Linked DNA regions of Mus musculus: regions 2, 3, 4, 5 and 6 are each linked to region 1. Evidence: chromatin contacts called from public HiChIP or PLAC-seq and promoter capture Hi-C data. All regions are on one chromosome and are shown on one strand. Each heading gives the region's core, a stretch centred on a gene start, on an enhancer-like site or on the middle of the called end of the contact. The rest is flanking DNA. Distances are from core to core; before and after follow the strand shown. Region 1 holds the start of D230025D16Rik (RIKEN cDNA D230025D16 gene). Region 2 holds the start of Prmt7 (protein arginine N-methyltransferase 7). Region 3 holds the start of Cmtm3 (CKLF-like MARVEL transmembrane domain containing 3). Region 4 holds the start of Terb1 (telomere repeat binding bouquet formation protein 1). Region 5 holds the start of Nae1 (NEDD8 activating enzyme E1 subunit 1). Region 6 has its middle 20 kb from the start of Pdp2.

Region 1 (3,466 bases), core at 391-2,890:
GCATTAGAATTCAATTTAGAAAGTTGGTGGGGGAAGGGTCCACCTTCTTTTGTTTTGTTTTGAGCCAGCGTCTACTTTATCTCAAGTTGGCCTTGAACTCATTTTGTAGCCCAGCATGGCCTTGAACGTTTTTTTTTTTAAGTTATGCTTGTTTTTATGTGTATGGGTACACCACAGCTGTCTTCAGACACCCCAGAAGAGGGCATCAGATCCCATTACAGATGGTTGTGAGCCACCATGTCGTTGCTGGGAATTGAACTCAGGACCTCTGGAAGAGCACTGACTTCTCTAAACAGCTGAGCCATCTCTCCAGCCCGACCTTGAACTTCTTTTTTTGTTTGTTTGTTTTTTGTTTTTTGTTTTTCGAGACAGGGTTTCTCTGTATAGCCCTGGCTGTCCTGAGCTCACTTTGTAGACCAGGCTGGCCTAACCTTGAACTTCTTTACTGCCTCACTCCCAACTGCTGGGATTCCAAGCAGGCACAAATCAGCACACCCAGCCTCTAAACATAGCTAGCTACACACGTCAGCGTTTCTGCAGCCACTTTCCCACTGGACAGACAGCCCAGTGACCCAGTTGTTTTGGCGTGCAGCAATGCTTCTCAAAGACGTTCTACTATTTTTATTTTATTTTGTTTAATCCCATAGCACTGACTTGAAATTTTGTGACGTATCCACTGTTAGGCTTCTTTATAGCCAGTTTGAGTATTTAGTCTGTCACTTAGTTCCCTGCTAAATACTACCCTTAGGAAACATAATGGGAATCGAGCTTTGCTGCCTAGGATCAAGGAAGCTTGGGTAAAGTCTTTACCCTCCTTGTGCCTCATTTATTCGTCTATAAAATGAGACTGAGGGTGTGAGGTCTTGTCATCAAAAGAGGCCTCAGCTGCCTTTTAATTTTAGGGTGCCCTAGAGCAAGCAAGCCGAAAATTCTGGCTGAATAACTAGAGGAGCCCCTCTTCTACTCACTGGAAACGGAGGCACAGAACACTTAAGAGCTTTAGTCACTACCATAAAGCATTGGCAAGCAGCAATGGTGACTCCAGGCGGAGCTGCAGGAGGCAGCCTCTGTGCTTAGAAAGTATTCCCTAGGTTGAGCATTTCTGGAAATGAGACCTGGCCCGGAACTCTTCAGCCTTCTAACTCAAATCCTCTCGCTCTAACCCTTGCCAACGGACTCATACATCCTCGACTCTGAGGTGGACCCTGCTCAGAGACCACTGGGTCCAAGGAGAGTAGGTTTCTGAACAATTTAGGCAGTGGCAGCCAGCGTCAGTACGTGACAAGCTTGATAATGGTCCGCGGGGCCGTGAGTCTCTGGGACTGGGTCCTTCCTGTCCGTTTTGTTCCTAGTGCAGATTAGTGGGACAAGTGTGCAGACGGAAGACTTTATTTTTGTGTGACATGTTTCCCGCCTTGTGCCTTTTCTTGCGTAGGCATATATGGTGCGCTGTGCAGTTTCAGGACCTCTGGAATGTGGCCCCTAAGTTCTAAAGCAGCTGCTCTTCCCTCCAGCTCTACCCGCGCGGGTCTGGCCTCTGATCCAGAGTTTGCGCGTGCGCGACTCCGCCTCAAGCCCCGCCTTCATGATTTAGCCCCGCCTTTGCCACGCTTTACGGCCCGGCACGCCACTTTTGCTGCAGTTGCTCTGGGCGCTGCTGTTGCTACAGCCTCTCCTGCCGGGGCTGCTGCCCGGGAGGTTGAAGGGAGGTGAAGTGTGTTGTTGTGTTCGTGCTGCCGTCGCCGCCCGGAACCGAGTGGAGAGCCGGACGTCCGCGGGCTGGCGAGAGCGACCAGTCAGCAGCTGCGTGCTCTCCTCAGGCCGGGTCCTGTCTGCGCTGCCGCAGGGAGGCCGCCCGGCCCAGCGAACCGACCCAATGCTGGACCTGGAGGTGGTGCCTGAACGCTCTCTGGGGAACGAGCAATGGGAATTCACTCTGGGTGAGTGTGGGGTCTTTTGGGATCCTGTTGGCTGGCCCTTAATTCTCCCTAGTCCCTTCCGCTTCTGGTTCCTGCCCCAGATGCCCCTGCGCCCGCGGTTCTTCGCCTTTTCTCACCCTTTAGTCTTTCGGCTCCGGGCTTTAGAATCCCGCTCCTCCCGTCTGTCATAGGATCAGCGATGTCTCAGCAGGGTCCTTCTTTGGACCTCTATGATAGTAATAGCCAGTACACACCAAATACTTAGTGGAGTGGGAAGGTCCTGCTCTTTTGAATTTATCTCTAATACAACTCCCTGAAGTCTGAATATCGATAGTATTATGCCCATTTTGCTGACTCTAATAGTTAAGAACTAGGTAGCACACCTAATCAACACTCTGGTCTCTGATCTGTCTCTCTCTGGTTTTAGGGGAGTGGGGGAAACCTAAGCTCATGCCTCACAATCAGATGGGGGTGGTGGGGGAATGAGCTTGCTTTTCTAAAAGGAACTCTCGACTTGTTTTCTTCTCTTTTGAAATGTACTCTTAACGTGTGGTGTCGCAATACCAGATACCAGAGTTAAAAGTTGAAATTGAGTGAAGTGGAAATTACACATTGGCTTGGTAGACAAATCAGTTAGGTCACTTGGGGAGAGTTGGCCTTCGTATGTGAACAAGAGTATTTGCATTTAGTGACTCCAGTGTGTTTACTTAGTGGCAGCACTAAGCGAAGGGGCTGGGAAAAGGTGTTCCTGCTGCTTGTTTGTGTGGGCCTCAACCTCTGTCTCTCTACTGGGAGCTCTTGGACTGAGTCAGCTGCTCCATTTGTTTATGGCTTATCCTTGAATGTAGACGACTCTGTCTATAGAGACAGCATATTGGAATTACCTAGCTGGGTAGATTGCTGGGGCTTGGTGGCTGCCTGCCTCTTTCTTGCCCATTATAAAAGCCAGTTTCATCAAGGGCTCTTGGTTCTCAGAACTTAGACTGCCTGTTCCTGTAGACTTCTCAAAATTTAATCTGCTATGAACATGTTCCATTCAACCTCATATGAGGCATCAAGAGCGTGGTTGAAAAGCAAATGATGTTTGACTTCTGATTAACATTTTTTTCTCCCCTGGACAACTCCTACCTAGTCTGGACATCCCAGGACTGGTTAAGACCCACAGCTACAGATGGTTTACTGAGACTGTGTATCTCTTTGTTTGATTTAGTGCAAACAGGAGATCAGCTGGGGTCAGGAAATTTCCAGAACACTGAACTATAACTAACATAACTAACTACCCAGGGCTTTTGGCAAATTTGCAAGAACCAAGAATTTGAATAGTTGTTTTTTTTTTTTTTTTTTTTTTTTTTTTAAACACTGTCTTCATATCAGCCAAAAATCCTAGGTTGAGAGTTGAACTTGGGGGCAGACCTGAGCCTTGGTGGTGACTTGCTACTTCTTCATCCCTGTTTTGAAGTTAGGGTTTGTTCTCTTGTTTGTTTTTTAGACAATTAGCCCAGACTGGTTTCAGATTCCCAGTGAAACTGAAGTTGAGTTTGAACTTA
Region 2 (3,466 bases), core at 607-3,106, 990 kb after region 1:
GAGTATAGACATACAAAATCTAATAAAAACTATTACTTTGAATAGCCAATGCTTGCTAATAAAAACTTTCTGAAAAAAAAAACAAAATGGCGATAAAAGTATCTAATTCATAGTATTTGTGAAGATTAAGAAAAGGAAAATACCACATTAGGAATCTAGCTCAGAGGAAGAACACTTGCCGCAAGTTCCCTTTGTAGTGACAAGTCTGGAATTTTGGTTTCTTTAAAGAACACAGAAACAGTTTATTTTTTTTTTTGTTTTAATCCCAGGTGTGGGGATGTGGGGCTGCTTTGAGCTGTCTAAAGCAGCTGACTATGATTTGCCTCATGCCCTAGCAGAAGTGGTTTTTGTCAGCTGTAGATAGTTTCTGTGACATTTGGAATTCTGGGAACTTCTCAGAGGGTATATATAAATGCTAGAGCCCCGTCTTCAGGGAGGTTGGAGGCAAATTGTTAGTAGTCTGACCATACACTGCACCAAAACCTCCAAAATTGTGAGCTAAAACTCCTTCCATATTTACCTCATTTTTCGTAGCAATGACAGTTTAACATCATCTCTAAATACTGTATATCTTTTAAATAGCCAAATCCACTTTCAAAAGGCCTACATCAATTCTGTTTATTTATTTTGATACACGTTCTCACTGTGTAGCTCTGCCTGGCCTTGAAAGAAGAGATCTATTGATCCATGCCTCTTGAGTATTAAAGGCCTGATCAATCACACACAAAGTTTTTGTTTTTTGCTTTTTGTTTTTTTTTTTTTTGGAGACAAGGTCTCACTATGTAGTCCTTTTTGGGCTGGAACTCAGAGATCCACATGGTACTGCCTCCCAAATGCTGGGAGGGAAGGTGTGTATTACGACACAAGCAAAAGAGAAAGAAAGAAAACCAATCCTAAGGGGCGTGGGTTGCACATGCTTACTTATAATCCCAGCACTGGAGCGACGGAGGCAGAACTGCTGTGTGTCAGAGGTCTGCTTGGGCTCCATAGCCCGTACTATGTCAACCAGAGCTACACAGCAAAACTATCTCAACAGAACAAAAACAACAACAGAAATCAGGTAAAATGAGGTCAACTCTTAGAGATGGATCATCCATTCTTAAGCTTACAGTGTGTATGCTCTTCATTACTGCCTTTGGGAGCAGAGCAGACATATACAGTACTCACTTTGCGGCAGTCGGTGGCAGCAGCCTCTGGGTTTTCCTCCTCGTGGACCAGGTCCAACAACTGGAAGCCCGCATCCCCGACAGCTTCTGACCCACACTGAGGCTCCAAACTGTTCGAGGTTCCCGAGGATCGGTGGCTGGAGACCACCCTGTAGCGGCCCTCTTTACGGACCTCGCGCACCGAGGCACGAAGATCGCGGCGGATACGCAGCTGGCTGCTCCGGGACGGGCGCAAGGCAGCCCGCACAAGCTGCTGGATTGGCTCCTCCTGAGGGGCGTCGGGAAAAGAGATGACTGCGACACGGGCAGCGTTCAAAGATCGCTCCCACAAAGAGTCCATTCACCCTTCTCATACCTGGGATCGCACGGTGGCAACCAACTGGAAGACATTTCTCTCCGCCGCCGCCGCCTCCTGGCCCTCTGGCGTCTCCCGAGCCGCCGACTCGACCTCGCTGCTCCGGGGGCGTTTACAGGCCAGCACGAGCGCCTCGGCGGGCTCCGCGTTGCGCTTCCGCTTCACGCGCAACACCGCAGTCCTGCCGGCCTCCATAGCGGCGATCGCGGAGTACTGTGGGAAGGCGCGGGGCGCGACGGGATGTCCATCCAGTTCAGCGGGCGGGGCCTCACGGAACGTCACGCTACGCCTCGACGCCCCACCCACAGTGGGAGAGGCAAAATGGCCGCGGGAGTGGCGGCGAGTGGATCGCTTCCCACAGCGGGTGAGCTGTTGGGCTTGCTGGGGAGGTTGGGCCGTGGCTGGGCCTGGGTGCAGTCGGTCTTCCGGCCTCATTTTTAGGGCTCTGGCGTTGGGGATATTTGGGTTTCCGGTGTACTTATCTTCCGGGCTGCTCCAGAGTCCACGTGGAGTGGTTCAAGCACCCTGAGCAGGTCTGCCGCAGCGGTCCGCGTGGGTGACTGTCCTTTCTCAGACTGTCGCCGGGCGCAGGACTTGTGTCAGAAGCCTCGCCCCAGTCACTCACACCGGGCGGGACCTCAGTTGTATGCAGCGCCCCTAACCCAGCCGGGAACGGTTCGGTCCCGGGACCGTTCGGGCGGTTTTGCTTCGGGATGGCTTTCTCAGTTCGTATTCTGAGCAGTTTGGGAACCATTCAGTTCACGACACTCACCCGGAGAAGCGCCAGACGTTTGTGTGCCCGAGGTGGACATGCTTTTGATTAAAACACTGGAGTGGCCCTCAGTGCATTTTTAAGTGTGTTCTTAGTGAAACCCTAGCGACATCACAGATAAGCAAGTGTCCTTAATCTGTTGCGGAATAACCACTTCTGCGCTTTTACTGTATAATGTTAGCTCATTGCTCGGCTTACCCTGCCTTCTCACTTGCCTTCACTTGAAGGCTGGACCCCGATGGACTTGTGGGGCCTTTTTAATTATGTAGGAATTTCTGAAAAGTGGCGAAACTTCCAAACAGCCCTATATATTTACTGTAGGCCCCCCCTCACCCCCAAATTTTTCTTCAGACAGGAATCTCATTGTGCAGCCCTGACAGGCATGGAACTCATAGAGATGGTCCTGCCTCTGCTTTTCTAGTGCTAGAATCAAAGACATGCAACGACACGTTGTTCTGTTTTGTTCTTGTTTTATGACAAGGTCTCACAGCATTGCCCAGGATGGCATCAAACTTTAGATCCTTCTGCCTCAGTTTCCTACGTGCTGAGATTTTAGACATGAGCTACCACAACTGGCTTTTATTATAGTTTTTGATGGTATATCCTATATAAAAAATGAAAATTACTCTTGTCAGAAATATCAAAATACTGGTTAATTTTCTTTTGAGATGGGCTGTCACTATGTAGTTCTTGCTGGCCTAGAACTTACTATGAAGACCATGTTGACTTTGAACTTACACAGAGATCTGCCTGTCTCTGCCTTCCAGACCTGAGATTGAAGGTCGATGTTATCATTAATAAAGAATTGTAAGTAACTTTGACATTTTTGTCTGTTTCTTTATTTTTTTTTTCTCTTTGTTTTCTTGTCCTTTCTCTCCATCCTAGGCATTATAATTGATTAGGTTTCTGATATCAAGATATCTTCCTAAGAAGTAAATTAACAAGCCTCACGTTTCTGTGCAAACACTGAGGAGCCAGTTGGCACCATGAAGGTCTTCTGTGGCCGTGCCAATCCTACCACGGGATCCCTGGAGTGGCTGGAGGAGGATGAACACTATGATTACCACCAGGAGATTGCCAGGTACCCAGGGCTGCTGCTCAGCTGGCTGCAGGGGTGCAGGGCTCCTCCATGTCAATTTAGGTTTGAAGAAGATTGTGGAGATTGTTTTTCTG
Region 3 (3,466 bases), core at 680-3,179, 880 kb before region 1:
TTTGTTTTTATTTTAATCCCAAGTGGTGGGATATGGGGGATGCTTCAGATTATCCTCAGCAGCTGACTGAGATTTGTCTCGTGCTCTGGCGGAGTATGATTTTGCTAGCTGCAGATAGTTTAGGCACTTGTGTGGCGTTTGGAATTCTGGGAACTTTTCAGAGGGTGTATAAATGCTAGGATCCCAAGAAGCAGGGTGGGCTGTTGATTGGTTGGTGTTGGCTGCAGTTGGTTAAATAGATATGAGCAAAGAAAAAATTAGTTATCTTGACAGCAAAGCTCAAACTTGCCCCAATCAGCAAGAAGGACTAATAATAATGTTGCCCCTTTCCAACCCCTGACTTTATTCTGGGATCTCTTTCCTTTCCTTTCTCCTTTCCTCTCTATCCATTTTTCTCTCTTATCTAGTGTTAGAGGGTTGAAAGTGTGGAAGGAAAGGTATGGAGAAGGGTGGAAGAAAGAAGAACCCACTAAGTAGCCAAAAACAGCTACAGTCACCTCTGGTCTCTATCAGCACCCAGACACAAGAAAATGCACACACACACACACACACACACACACACACACACACACACACACACACTGTTAGAAAGGACAGATGTACAAAGTCCCCGTGGCAAGAGGAAGCATCAATTTTCCTGAGGGTGCAGTGGGAGGGATCATGACTAGTGATCTTAGCGCATCCGGGTGACAAGGAAGAAAGCATTAGTCTCTTAAAGAGCCTCACGATAGTTAATGGGGCAGGAGTGCAGACTTAGTGGTATTAAGAGAGCATCCATGATGGGCTAGCCGTGGGGGAGAACAAGGATAATTCCAGATCTCTGGTTAGTCCAGCACAGAACGAACCCAAGCCTTGGGCAGCTAACGAAAGAGGCCAGGAAGGAGGATGGGCTGGCTGAGGCCTGACAGGAGCGTGGCCTGTAAAATAGAGGAAGATGGGCAAGCCAAGAACTAGCGGGAGGGTGGCCTGGGAAGTAGTAGGAAAACTCTGAGAGGAGCCAAGAAGGGGAAAGCACTCTGAAAGAACTGATCTCGCCTGGTTAGAGCCAAGCCTGGAGAGGACTTAGCGGAGATGGGGGTGGGGTATGGGGGCAGTGTCCCTGTCCTGGAGTTGTCTAGGCAGTAAGTTACTTCGAGCTTAAAGAGCAGAACCGCTGAGCAAGGACAGGTGGTCGCTTTAGGGGGCGCTCAGGGCAGATAAGTGGGTCTGTGTCAGTCAGGACGGGGGGGGGGGGGGGGGGGGTAAGGAGTCAAACGACAAAAGAAGACTCCAGGCCAGCCACACAGAGCAAACAGAGAGCTGGAGTGCGAGGGGACTGGGAGGATCTGGGTACAGAATCTGTGTCACCCCGGGACGTAGCAGAAATAGTGAGTGCGGGAGGTGGGGAGGTAGGTGCTAGAAGGCTGCATGGGAAGGGGTGCGAGAATGGGGCAGAAGATAGGTGGGGCAGGTAAAGGAGGTGGGGGGGGGCAGTAGAGGGGGTGAAGAATGAGAAGTGACCGGAGGATAGAGGGCCAAGGATAGTCGGAGGGGCAGTGTAGTGCAAAGATTCATGGGTGGGGAAGTGAGAAGAGCAGGGTCGGAGGGACTGTGGGGTGCGCCGGGGTTGGTGGGCGGGACAGGATCGAGGGGGAACTGAGAATGAAAGGACAAGGTGCAGGGAAGGATCCTAAGGCTAGTGAAGAGGCAGAGGAAGTAAGTGGAAATAGAGAAGACAGAGAGAGACAGACTGGACTACATCTGAGGGGCAATGAGGAGTGGTTGGAAGGATGGAGCAGGATATGGGCAGGACGTAGGCAGAGGGGGAGTGGGGGAGGAGGAGATGGGAGGATCCACAGGACGGATGGGTAAGGCAGCGTCCACGGAACACGGGGGCTGCGTAGAGAATGGTCGGAGGGAGGATGGGCGGGGCAGGGTTCGAGGGGCAGTTGTGGGTGGGGATGGGGGAGGTGGGCGGGACAGCGGAGGATGAGTCCCCGGCCTAGTCTAACTCCACTTTTTCTTCTTCCGCACAGCGGGTTTCCGCTTCCCTCCAGGGCGGTGGGTGAGGCAGTGAGGCCCAGGCTCGACCAGATAGCGCCGCTATGTGGCCCCCGGACGCAGAGCCAGAGCCCGATCCAGAGTCCGCGCATGGCCCCCGAAGTGGCAGGACAGTGCCGGGACTCCGAGCCCTGTTGCCCGCGCGCGCCTTCCTCTGCTCTCTCAAAGGCCGCCTCCTGCTGGCCGAGTCGGTGAGTGCGTGTGCTCCCCGGGTGCGTGAAGCCCGGTACCCGCGCCCCAGCCTGGGGCCTTGCACCTCCAGCCCAGGAGAATTTGGACCACCGCCCCCAAGCTTGCTACGACTTCTCTGTAGCGGAGCTCGAGTCAGAATCAGGCCCGAGCCGTGTTCTTCCCGGATTCTCCAGTCTGCGAGGCCCTCGAAAGGGACCAGAAGTCAAGGGTTTGGGGTCCTGGTCCCCGCTGGAGCCGCAGCTCGGCTGCTGTGTGACCTCGAGCGCCTCCGCCCTCTCTGAGTCCCCGGGACTGCTGCGCTCGCTAAGCTTCTTCTGGCCTCGCCCGCCCTGCACACCCTCCCACCTCCTAGGCTGAGACCTAGCCGCCTGTGTGGTGAAGATCCTACGGAGTGGGATGTGCCCCCGGGGAGTGGGTGAGGCAGGGGCCACGTAGTGAAGACACAGGCGGACCACTGTTTCAGGGTGGCGAGCCTGCGGGGTGACTTCATGCCCTCCTTCCCCCCTCCCGCGCTGTACTCCTTCCTCCTCCCTGCTTGTCCCCACCCGGATAGGAAGGTCTCCTTTGTCCTCCCAACACTCATCATCACGTGTGGGGCGGGAACTGGCATGGAGCCTATGGAGATGGGGAGAGGGGTGGGAGGAGGGACGGTGGAAGGAGGAAACAGACCATAGTGACAGCCACTTGTTGCTCAGATACCTAGCAACTTAATATCCGACCTGCTCCCACTTCGAGTTGGGGATAGGAGAGACAGTGTCTTTAACTGCTAGGAAACTTGGCAGGTGACTCATCCAGTGACCTTGAGGATATCCTTGAGGGCAAAAGGGGGGTTCTGCCCCAGGACCTCTCCGTTGTACCCCAGGACCTACTAAGGAGCATCAACCCTGAGGTCTCCGGTAGAACCTAATACTTTGTTCCTAAATGAGGTGCCAAGCGGACCTAGAGCCCATTTTCTGGCCGTTTCAGATCTCTGGAAGCCTCTGGGAGGCGTGGGGCGGGTCTTTGAATCTACTGGCCACTGGCTTCAGTCCTACCTGCCCAGTACCCCTTCATGGAAAAGGAGTGAGTGCCAACCAGAAGTCACAAGATGTCCTTGCCCTAGCTGGGTGCCAGAAAGACAGGCCTAAGAAAATATGAAGGGTAGTAAGCTCATAGGGTATAGGGGAGCCTCCCCCAGTCATTCCTCCCCCTTGGTCTCATGCAAGTAGGGAGTCTGACCTGGATAGAAAGCTGG
Region 4 (3,466 bases), core at 403-2,902, 720 kb before region 1:
AAGAGGGACAATCCCTGGGATCTACATTGTAAGCAAAAACAGACTCTCATTGGTTAACTTCTAACCACACATGTGCTAACCCGTACATGCATGCACATACATGTACATTCACATACACACACAAATAGATGTCATTAAAATAAATAAATAAATGTCATTTTCAAAAGGTTAAATAATTATAAAATGTCCCAGCACTTGGGAGGCAGAGGCAGGCAGGATTTCTGAGTTCAAGGCCAGCCTGGTCTACAGAATGAGTTCCAGGACAGCCTGGGCTACACAGAAAAACCCTGTCTCAGAAAAAAAAAAAAAATTACAAAATGATACTTAAAAATATAAAAATATTTTATATAATATTATAAAAATAGCTCACTTCCCAAGTCAAAAGTATGTTCCCACTCAAGCAATTACGAAATGTTTTCAGTAGTTTTGTGGGTACAAATCATCACTAACAATGAGATTGTAAATTTTTTTTACCCTGATCTCACGGGGCGGGGGTAAGTTTTTACATAACAGGACACACCATCCTTAAAGGGTTTACTTAATTTACTCTCCAAACCAACAAGGTCAGGTGCAAACGTTACTAGGAAGACTATTAGAGAACATAAATAAGAAAACTAGTTGATTAGTGTTCTGCACACCTCTTTCATCCTGGGTATGGGACTCAAGGTAGAGTCTATCATTAAACACTAGGTCAGCCCCTGAAATTCGCTACTCTAAAATTGGTCACATCAAAAGCTTTGTGGGGGGAAAAATTCTACATATCTCCCTTCCCCCAAGAGAGACAAAAATATCTTCCTGGGTGGGGCTGGCAGAGATGAAAATCCTAGCATTCACTTCCACTTGTAAGTTGTCCGTCCGCCTTGGAATCCTACACTGTGGAAGGCACCCTCTAACGGGAGCAGAAAGGCAAGCACGTAACGTGCACTATCAACTTTTCTGCTCCGAGTGTGACATAAGCCATTCAGGTCCCAGGGAATAGAGGGTCCCAGGAACCAGTTGCTGTACTGGATGGATAGGATATGGGGCGCACACCCTCACGGCTCGCCCGGGATTCCCAGCCTCCGGGTCCACCGTCTTTCCGTGGGTTATGGCTCCCTCGCTCTCGCTCCAGGCTCCGGAGGCCTGGCTCACCTAAAGAGCTGGAAGAAGGAACGCCTGTGAGGAGGGCAGGCAGGCCCACGACTTTCCTCTACTGCTCTCCGCGGGGCACCATGCACGCCTCCCGAGCCCGGCTCCGGCGGACCTCCCAGGAGCAATCGCCCAGTTCCCAGCGTCAGCTGCTGCTGGGCACGCGCTCCCGTCCTCTTCCTCCCAAACCGAATCCCCCGTGGGGGCCGCCGCTTTCCCCGCCCCGGGATCCCGGGGAGCAGCCCGGACGCACACAGCCGCCCGACTGGGCAGATGGGGACGACCTTTTCCCCCTCACAGGTCGTGGGCCTGGCGCCAGCTCAGGGAAGCCCCTGCCCTCAGCTCAATCCACCTCCTCAGGTGAGCCAGGGAAGCGGGCCACGCCCGCCACCACAGCTCCGCCCCAGGAGCCGACCACCGGAAGGCGGGAAGCCGAGACCTTGGCCTCTCCACCCTGGAACCCAGAGCCCCTGTCAGGCCCACACCAGCTCGTCCCTGTGGCAGCCTAGACCACGACGCCTGACTGGGTTTCCCACGCCCGCGCGCCAGCCAGGCTCACATCCGCTGGGCGGGACTTCCGGCCGCACACCTGTCCCACTGGGCTTAGCCCTTCGCAGCTGTAGAGCCATCAGTGGGCAGAAGGTGATCAGTGCGGGATGCCAGGTTTTAGATGGGAGAAAGTGACATGATGAGGGTAATATAACTTAGTATTTAGGACTTGCGTCTCGGAAGGGTCTTTGCTCCCTCCTTGACCTTGCCTGACGCCAGGCTTTCTTTGGTTGCACTGGGCATTCCGTTGACTGGACACCCTCCCTGGGTGAACTCCAAAATCCTTAGTTTTTGGTTCTGGCCAAGCCAGCTTCTCATTGAGTAGACCCAAGAGCCCAGAGCTCTGAGTCTTAAATGTGTTCAAGGTGTGCCCTATAATTTAGTCCTGTCATACGTCCCAACAGAACTCTTCCCATGGGAGTGTTGGGAGATGGAAGTACTGTCAGAGGGCAGTTCCTGCTCTGACAAAGTCACTTGATGACACAGCCAAGCAAGAATGATACAGGTTTTCAAGAAATAAAATCCCTATGAGCCCCCTCCCTCGCCTCTTGTCAGCTATAACCCAGGTTCTCACATAGGAGACTGCCTTTGAGAACTGTTCTATAGCAGGCAATTTAGGGCCTTAGGATAACGAATCACACACACACATTCGGCCTCCCAGTTTGGATTTCTAGTTTGTTACTTTTCCTCACCTTCAGGAACTTTCCTTCCCATCTAACAAGCTGCTAAATGCTATTATTCCAATATATTATTCAATAAAAAGAAATTTAGGGATGGGGCAAGCCCATAAAATTCAATACACAGGTATAGTGACAAACCTTTAGGTATATATAATGAATGACGACAGCACAAGGGAATGGTTTTGTCCTGATAAAGCTCCGAAATGCTTCTTTAAAAGTTCTACTTTAAATAAGTAATGATCTTAAAATGTCCACAGCTAAAATCCACATCTTAAGTTCATTAAGATAATTAATTTTTTACTCTTGTTAGTGAAACAGACATATCTACGATATGTAACTGTAAAATAGCAATCCAGCATTAACTAACTATACAAAGAGCTGGCTTTTGTTCTGTTTTCTCCCCATTCTCCCCACCATTCCAGACAACAAGACTATATTACAAATGAGAAAAACTTTTATTAAGGAAACAATTTAACTTCCGTCCTTTAACAGATTTTTACAAACCAAAGCACAATATGAAGACAATTACAGTTCCAACCATTAACATATTACACATGGTGCTTATTCTACAACTGGAAAGTTGCAGAAGTTTGTGACATACCACTATAAATATAAGTATTATTAAAAATTACGAATTGTTTGGTGATTATTTTGATAACTTCTTGAGCAGCAGCTCCTGTTGGAAAAAGGAGAGAAGTAAATGTTTGAAAAGAATAAATTTTAAGAGTTAAGTAATATATACCAGACTGGGCCTGACGGTGCATGCTTTTAATCCCAGTACTAAGGAGACAAAGACTGGTGGATCTCTGTGAGTTCAAAGCCAGCCTGCTCAACATAGTGTGTTCTAGGCTGGCCAAGGATATACAGTGAAGACACTTGTCTCAAAAAAAAAAAAAAAAAGAGTTGGGTGTGGTGGTAACGGATGACTCTATTCATCAGACTGGGGATGTAGAGGCAAGATGATTATGAGCTCATGGCCAGTCTGAGTTACAAATGGAATTGGAGGTCAGCCTGGTGTATATGAGATCTATGCTATATAGAATACACCACAGATACAGATGAGTACAAAAGACAAAACAAACAAAAAACATAAAGCCAAGCTGTTTAAA
Region 5 (3,466 bases), core at 250-2,749, 690 kb before region 1:
GGAGAGTAAGAGCTAGGTAGTCAATACAAAGAGAAACCTCCATCCTTAGGGACACAGGGTAAGTTCTCTTGAGATTAAGAGAGGCGAGGGGATGGCAACACTTTGATACACTTAGCTGACACAGAGTATACTCAATAAGAAAGGAAGAAGGTGGGAAGAGACAAGGAAGGAGAAATAGCTAAAGAATCCACCGGATGGTTTAGATGTGCCCTGTCCAAATGGTTTCTGAGTACTAGAAATGCAGCTGGCATGAATTAAGACATTTTTAAAATGTGTATGATACCTGATTTATAAGACTCTGTGAACAACAACAACAAAAATAGCTTGGTAATTTTAACAATAATTACGTTGAAATTGTAATGTTTTGGAATACTAGGTTAGATAAACACTGTCAAATTTGATTCTGGGATTGGGGAATGTAGCTCAATTTGGCAAGCAGGCATGATGTCCAGAGTTCCAGCCTCAATACTTCATAAACCGGGTGTAATAGTCCACACTTATAATCTCAGCTGTTGGGGAAAAAGAGGCAGAAGGATTGCATCAAGTCTGAGCGCAGTCTGCTCTACATTGCAAGTCCAGGCGGCCACTCAAAGGTAAAAGACAAAAAAAAAAAAAAAAAGGGGTGGGGTGGGGGAGCAAAAACTTATTTTTGAGTCTGGCTGGGCAGTGAGCATCTTCAATCTCAGCACTTGAGACCTGGGACGTAGGCGCTTGAGTTCAAGACTGGCCTACTTAAGACCATGTCTCTATATAAACGAGAGGGGTGGGGAGAACTAGTAGCAAAACTTATTTTCCTGTCTCTTTATTCTCCCGGTTCCCAAGGTCTTCCAATGGAGGCCAGGCTGGCTTTCAGTTTCCGATCCACCTGCCTCTGCTTCTCAAGTCCTTGGGATTACCATGTCTAGCTTCTTTTAACTTTATTTGAAAGGTGCCTACTGGAAAATGTGTAATTACGAACACGGTTTGCTCCGATAAAGCTAGCATGACGCATTTCTATTGGCCAGCGCGGGCGTAGACCAATACCTGCCGGGGCGCAGCGCTCGGCGGTCGGGCAGGATGGGGTGCTCCCACCCCCCTCGTTTAGCGAACGAGTAGGGAGGGCCTGCCGAGACTGTGCAGCCCAGTGGGTTGGCGGAGACACCGCGCACCGCAAACCGCGGACAGCCAGCCGTGCGGGAAGGGGCGAGCCGGCCTTCGCCGAACACTCGGGCCAGTGGCCGGATCCCAGAGCGCCGGCTCCCCACGCCCTGCACGGCCGGCCGCAGCCGCAGGCCCGTGGGAGGCCGGCCTACCCGGCCTAGGCACTTAGGCCCCGCGGGTGTCAGGAGAGCCCGCCAGCCTGGCCGGCTTGCTCACTCGTAAACCCCGGCTCACCTCAGCTGCCGGTCGTACTTTTGCTCCTTGAGTATCTTCCCTGGCTGCGCCATGGCCGCGCCTGGCCCGCGAACAGCAAAGCCGCCTAAGGAGGCCGCCACCCACTCGGCCTCACGCAGGCGCACTAAGCGCCCTCCTCCAGCGCGCAGCCAGTAGGGGGCGCCGACGCTGCACTGCGCACGCGTCACTGGGAAGCCGGGGGAAACCTGAGGTTGAGTTCCACAGAATGTTTCTCTCTCTCTACCTGCAGTAATTGTGGAGAACTCCGACTTTTAAATCGAGTGATAATCCTTATCACTGATAAACCTTAGTCCTCTTCTGGGTGAGTTCACCGTTCCTGAGACTCCTCCAAGAGGAACAATACACCAGCATACTTGTATATAGTATTCTATATAGAGAAGCTACCCTGATGGGTAGACAGAGGGGCCCCACCCCACGGCTTCCCTCCAAGAATTGTTCCCCGTGGTGACGCAAGGGAAAGGGGGTTTTGAACGAGATGAAACGGCATCAGGAGACAAATGAGAAGTGGACTTGGGGGACGGGAGGGTGTCTGAGAAGCAGCCAGAGTTGCCTGTGAAGCCCATGAACAAGGAGGAAATTAAAGCTATCATCGATTCATGTGACACAGGATGACTGTCCCTTGGTGGCCGATGCTAAGGAAGGAGCTTATGAGCAAGTTGAGGACAAGAGGGAAGAAGAGGCTTGCTGACAAGTAAGAATTGCTTTCCTCTATCCCAAATCCTAGAGGAGTCTCCAGATTCATGATTGCCAGATGCACTTGCACGTCCTGAGATTATTATCCCAGCACATGATGAGTGTACATCCACACATAAAATCCTTCCAGCCTTGTGGGGTGAGGGACCAAAGAGACGGCTCCATTTGACAGTAATATTGCAGTGCTAACAAATGCACTTCCCCTGGGCACAGTGTTAGGACACAAGGTGAGGGGACACCCTGCTGTGACCTCCCTCCCCCAACCCCTATGGAACCCAACTGATGGGAGAAAAGGGGCGTTAGGCGTTCCCAGCTCATTATGTGCTTGTGCATGTCTGTCAGTTGTCACATTCCCTCTCCAGTTAGACAGGTGAAACGTGAGCGATATAAAATACACCCAGGGAATGTGAGAAGGTCAAAAGTGAAAGTGAAAGTTCACTACATAGCCTTGCATACACCTTGGCCCCAGGAAAGGAAAGATGGACAAATGTAATTGGAAACAACAACATCAGGGGCCGAGGGTGCTGTACTGCCTGCGACTGTGTGATTTTGAGAAGCATTCAGTTGTTAGTAAGTGGACAAGGATACCTCAGAGCATGCACTTCTTACAACTTTTTAATGTTTATTGATTGGTGTGTGTGCAAGAATGCCATCATGCACTCGTGGAGGACAGAGGACCATTTGCAGAAGTCACTTCTCGTCCTCTTCAACACAGGTTCGAGGGATAAGCCCAAATCTTCCAGCTTGCTGAGCCATCTTGCCACCTCTCCTTTGAGGAAAACTTATTCTTAAATGTATGTGTGAGGTTGTGAAATATTCACTGTGGGAACTGAACTTGGATCCTCCGCAGAACAAGTGCTCTTAATTGCTGAGCCTTCTCCCCAGCCCTTTAAAAGAATGGGTGCAAAGGAAATGAAAGAAAAGGGGAAGAAAAATTAAAGAGGTTATCGCTGTAGTCACTTCGGTTAAAAGAATGAAGCAGGGGAGATGGAGAGATGGCTCAGCAGTTAGGAGCACTGACTGTTCTTCTAGAGGTCCTGAGTTCAATTCCCAGCAACCACGTGATGGTTTACAACCATCTGTCATGGGATCTGATGCCCTCTTCTGGTGTGTCTGAAGACAACTGCAGTGTATTCATATAAATAAATTTTAAAAAGAAATCTTTAAAAAAAAAAAAGAAAAGAGAAAAGAATGAAGCAGGGCCTTTGTAGGAGCAAGCTTTACCCCATGTGTGAGGGGATGGGGTCACAACGTGGGGTGGCAAAATGATTTTTAATTCCCTTTTGTAAGCAAAACTTTTATAGTGTTTTACAGAAAAGACGAGTATTTAAAGGGTTTGACATGCTCAACCTGCTTCACACAGAGAGAAGAAATAGGC
Region 6 (3,466 bases), core at 305-2,804, 650 kb before region 1:
GCAGGATTCCCCAGAGCCTGAACCAGGCCATTGTGTAACTGGGAATAGTAAGCAGAAATCCATCCAACTGCCGCTCCTTCCAAGGAGTGGGCCATGGCTCTTTATCTTAGAGCATTTTGTGGTATCAAGTCCAACAAGAGCAGAACTCAGAGGAAGCACAGAGGAGTTGTGCTCTTAAATCTTATCCAGTCCTGGCCCCCCCGCTTGGAGACAGAGCAGGCAGGAATGACCATAGAATCCAAGGTGTCCCAGGTCAGGACCTCTGCCCCTGCTGTTTGCTCTGTAGGAAATGTTCTTCCTTTCTAAATTTAGATCTCTTCCAAAGTCTTACAGGAAAGAGTCTTCCCTGATTTCCCAGAGGACAACAGCTGCACCCAGCCACTAGAGGGCTCAGATAGTAAAGGCTTTTACCTATAAGCCTGAGGAATTGAGTTCCACTTAGGTGGTGAAAGGAGAAAACTGCAAATCTTCTGACCTCTAGAGAGAGAGAGAGAGAGAGAGAGAGAGAGACGGGGGGAGAGAGATGGGGGGGAGAGAGAGAGAGAGAGAGAGAGAGAGAGAGAAGAAGAAGAAGAAGAAGAAGGAGGAGGAGGAGGAGGAGGAGGGCATGGTGGCCCATGCCTTTAATCCCAGCACTTGGGAGGCAGAGGCAGGTGGATTTCTGAGTTCGAGGCCAGCCTGGTCTACAGAATGAGTTCCAGGACAGCCAGGGCTATATAGAGAAACCCTGTCTCAAAAAACCAAACAAGAAGAAGAAGGGGTAGGAGGAGAAGGAGGAGGAGGAGAAGGAGGAGGACGAGGAGGAGGAGGAGGAGGACGAGGACGAGGACGAGGAGGAGGAGGAGGAGGAGGAGAAGGAGAAGAAGAAGAAGAAGAAGAAGAAGAAGAAGAAGAAGAAGAAGAAGAAGAAGAAGAAGAAGAAGAAGAAGGGGAGGGAGGGAAGGAAGGAGGGATGGATGAATGGAGGGAGGAAGGGGAAGGGAAGGATATGTATGAGAGACAGAGAGACAGACAGAGATAGACAGAAAGACAGAGAGACAGACAAAGATAGACAGACGGACACACACACACAAAGAGGAACTCAGAGACAGAATCAGACAGAGACAGAGTCCCCATCCCCAGGGCCAGGGGGCGCTCTCAGCCCCCTCCTGAGCCATTTCCTCGGTGCAAGCTTAGGGAAGTAGTCAGTGTTCCACCGTATCTCCCCACGGCAAGGTAGTCAACGAAATGAAACCGTAAAGAGTGTGTAAGTTCCTACAGTTTCATTCTCCAGAACTAAGCATTGTTAACTTCCTGCCCCATTAAACGTTTCTTAACAGATAAACAGGCTAGCACAATGAGGGAGGGAGGGGGAAAGCACAGACCATTATCAACGCGTCCTTTCTTCTTGGTCACAATCAGCCTTTTCTATTTCACGTTCTGTCTTGGCCAATTCCAGCCCCACGCTCTACCTACATCAAGATGCAGGGTGCAACTGCTCAGGCCAAGGCCGGGTTACTCCAGCCAGAGGAGGCTGGGACGTTGATACCCTGCACGTCCCCATCCTCATGCACATCCCAGGCTGCCAGCTGGTCCCTCGCAATGCCTGGAGCTGCCTACGGGCTTGCTCTAGCCAGGGCTTCCCTAGGAGAAGCAGAGAGGGAACTCTGGCACTCGCAATTTCCTGGAGAGTTACTGTTTCGTTAAATAGCACAAACGGATTGGGGTCGTTGCTTGATGACCTAGGAGCCACTGAAGGTTTTCCTTTCGATGAGCGAGCTTGAGGCGCCCCCTTCTGGCAGCCTCTGCTTATAGATATTGCAAGTGAAAGTGCCGCCAGAACCCATACTTCAACTACTCAGAAGGGCCTCTCCTGCTTCCTCTACCCACGCCAAATTCCCAAGGCCGTTCTTTCACTCGTCTCCAAACTCATTTTCAAGAAAGGATACGAGTCATTTGCAACTCGGAGTGCAAAATCCATCCAACTATGTCACTGCCAATTAGTTTTTTTTAGTTTTAGAGTATTAGTTTTTTTCTTTTCTTTTCTTTTTTTAATAGGACTGGAGAGATGTCTTGGCAGATAAGAGCACTTACTGCTCTTGGAGGGGACTTGGAGACAATCCTCAGCACCTTTGTGGTTGCTTACAACCATTTGTAACTCTAGTTCTGGGGGGAATCTGATGCTCTCTTCTGACCTCTGAGGGCACCAGGCACACATGTGGTACAAATACATACATGTGGGCAAACACTCATATACATAAAAGTAGGTAAAAGTTTTTACATTTTAAAAAAACATGTGGGGGCTGGTGAGATGGCTCAGCGGTTAAGAACACCGACTGCTCTTCCAAAGGTCCTGAGTTCAAATCCCAGCAACCACATGGTGGCTAACAGCCATCCGTAGTGAGATCTGATGCCATCTTCTGGAGTGTCTGAAGACAGTTACAGTGTACTTACATATAATAAATAAATAAATATTAAAAAAACCCATGTGCATGTATGTGTCGGGGGGGGCAGTCATGCACATGTACTGCAGAGTTACAGAAGAGGGCATTGGTCTTCTGGAGGCATACGAAAAGGGGTAAGCCCTTGTTTCTCTTATCCCCTCACCCTAACCTATACCCTGGCTTCCCCCCAGAAGACCAAATAGCAACTTGGTTGGTGTTTTAGTTGCTGTGAAGAGACACCACGGCCAAAGCAACTCTCATAAATGAAATTATTTAATTGGGGACTTGCTTACATTTTTCAGAGACTTAATCCCCATGATCACCATGGATGGCACAAAGACAGGCAGGGTACTGGAGCAGTAGCTGAGGGCTTTACCTCCTGATCCACAGGCAGCAGGCAGAGGAGAGAGAGAGAGAGAGAGAGAGAGAGAGAGAGAGAGAGAGAGAGAGAGAGAGAAGAAGAAGGAGAAGAAGAAGAAGAAGAAGAAGAAGAAGAAGAAGAAGAAGGAAGAAGAAGAAGAAGAAGAAGAAGAAGAAGAAGAAGAAGAAGAAGAAGGAAGAAGAAGAAGAAGAAGAAGAAGAAGAAGAAGAAGAAGAAGAAGGAAGAAGAAGAAGAAGAAGAAGAAGAAGAAGAAGAAGAAGAAGAAGAAGAAGGAAGAAGAAGAAGAAGAAGAAGAAGAAGAAGAAGAAGAAGAAGAAGAAAGAAGAAGAAGAAGAAGAAGAAGAAGAAGAAGAAGAAGAGGAGGAGGAGGAGGAGGAGGAGGAGGAGGAGGAGGAGGAGGGGAGGGGGAGGGGGAGGGGAGTGGGGAGGGGAGTGGGGAGGGAGAGATTAGATCTGAAATGGGATTTCGAAGCTTCAACACTCATCCCTACTGACAAACTTCCTCCAAGGTTACATCTACTCCAGTGAGGCTACATCTAATCTTTGCCAAACAATTCCATTAACTGGGGATCAAATATTCAGCCCATAACTGCCATTCTCATTCAAACTACTACAGTTGGTTTCCTAGGCAGAAAACGCTTCCCACTGGTTATGGCGTTGC

What was found. Promoter capture Hi-C pulls out the DNA fragments that hold promoters and counts their contacts. HiChIP or PLAC-seq counts read pairs in DNA pulled down with a chosen protein or histone mark.
Region 2: a promoter capture Hi-C map of pre-B cells shows a contact between it and region 1, with 2.7 times the contacts expected there. The contact joins the promoter of Prmt7 here to the promoter of D230025D16Rik in region 1. A contact is called at or near these places in 2 of 39 promoter capture datasets (liver and pre-B cells).
Region 3: an H3K4me3 HiChIP or PLAC-seq map of bone marrow-derived macrophages shows a contact between it and region 1, with 6 times the contacts expected there. The contact joins the promoter of Cmtm3 here to the promoter of D230025D16Rik in region 1. A contact is called at or near these places in 3 of 39 promoter capture datasets (cranial neural crest, hippocampal neurons and stem cell-derived epiblast-like cells) and 8 of 115 datasets of contacts at active chromatin or transcription factors (astrocytes, bone marrow-derived macrophages, embryonic stem cells and 3 more).
Region 4: a promoter capture Hi-C map of hippocampal neurons shows a contact between it and region 1, with 4 times the contacts expected there. The contact joins the promoter of Terb1 here to the promoter of D230025D16Rik in region 1. A contact is called at or near these places in 4 of 39 promoter capture datasets (cranial neural crest, embryonic stem cells, hippocampal neurons and 1 more), 2 of 115 datasets of contacts at active chromatin or transcription factors (both in embryonic stem cells) and 2 of 9 other capture datasets (adipose tissue and embryonic stem cells).
Region 5: a contact with region 1 is called in a promoter capture Hi-C map of hippocampal neurons, with 5 times the contacts expected there. The contact joins the promoter of Nae1 here to the promoter of D230025D16Rik in region 1. A contact is called at or near these places in 17 of 39 promoter capture datasets (the 3T3-L1 cell line, 3T3-L1-derived adipocytes, the C10 cell line and 11 more), 8 of 115 datasets of contacts at active chromatin or transcription factors (astrocytes, bone marrow-derived macrophages, embryonic limb bud and 4 more) and 1 of 9 other capture datasets (embryonic stem cells).
Region 6: an H3K4me3 HiChIP or PLAC-seq map of forebrain shows a contact between it and region 1, with 7 times the contacts expected there. The contact joins the enhancer-like site here to the promoter of D230025D16Rik in region 1. A contact is called at or near these places in 11 of 39 promoter capture datasets (the 3T3-L1 cell line, 3T3-L1-derived adipocytes, cranial neural crest and 5 more) and 7 of 115 datasets of contacts at active chromatin or transcription factors (bone marrow-derived macrophages, craniofacial prominence, embryonic stem cells and 1 more).

What each region holds. Positions count from the first base shown.
Region 1 is chr8:105,223,547-105,227,012 of GRCm38.p6, forward strand. It overlaps D230025D16Rik (RIKEN cDNA D230025D16 gene), which reads left to right and starts at 1,641. Exons shown (of 16, transcript NM_145604.3): 1 at 1,641-1,940. The coding sequence starts at 1,877.
Region 2 is chr8:106,209,198-106,212,663 of GRCm38.p6, forward strand. Prmt7 (protein arginine N-methyltransferase 7) reads left to right here and starts at 1,857. Exons shown (of 18, transcript NM_145404.1): 1 at 1,857-1,885; 2 at 3,179-3,374. The coding sequence starts at 3,280. It overlaps Slc7a6os (solute carrier family 7, member 6 opposite strand), which reads right to left and starts at 1,736. Exons shown (of 5, transcript NM_001007567.2): 1 at 1,522-1,736; 2 at 1,168-1,434. The coding sequence starts at 1,716.
Region 3 is chr8:104,338,665-104,342,130 of GRCm38.p6, forward strand. It overlaps Cmtm3 (CKLF-like MARVEL transmembrane domain containing 3), which reads left to right and starts at 1,930. Exons shown (of 5, transcript NM_024217.3): 1 at 1,930-2,231. The coding sequence starts at 2,085.
Region 4 is chr8:104,508,235-104,511,700 of GRCm38.p6, forward strand. It overlaps Terb1 (telomere repeat binding bouquet formation protein 1), which reads right to left and starts at 1,653. Exons shown (of 20, transcript NM_180958.3): 1 at 1,568-1,653; 2 at 1,033-1,139. Nae1 (NEDD8 activating enzyme E1 subunit 1) reads right to left here. Exons shown (of 20, transcript NM_144931.3): 20 at 2,794-3,033. The coding sequence ends at 2,924.
Region 5 is chr8:104,533,138-104,536,603 of GRCm38.p6, forward strand. Nae1 (NEDD8 activating enzyme E1 subunit 1) reads right to left here and starts at 1,500. Exons shown (of 20, transcript NM_144931.3): 1 at 1,375-1,500. The coding sequence starts at 1,427. It also overlaps a transcript of Car7 not described here.
Region 6 is chr8:104,569,462-104,572,927 of GRCm38.p6, forward strand. No RefSeq gene overlaps it. Among named protein-coding and RNA genes, the nearest start is that of Pdp2, 20 kb to the right of the region's middle. Within about 2 kb of position 1,555, at least 208 of the 459 cell types and tissues checked have an H3K27ac peak or open chromatin away from gene starts, as enhancers often do. A contact at or near this core is called in bone marrow-derived macrophages, craniofacial prominence, forebrain and 2 more, where this site is marked.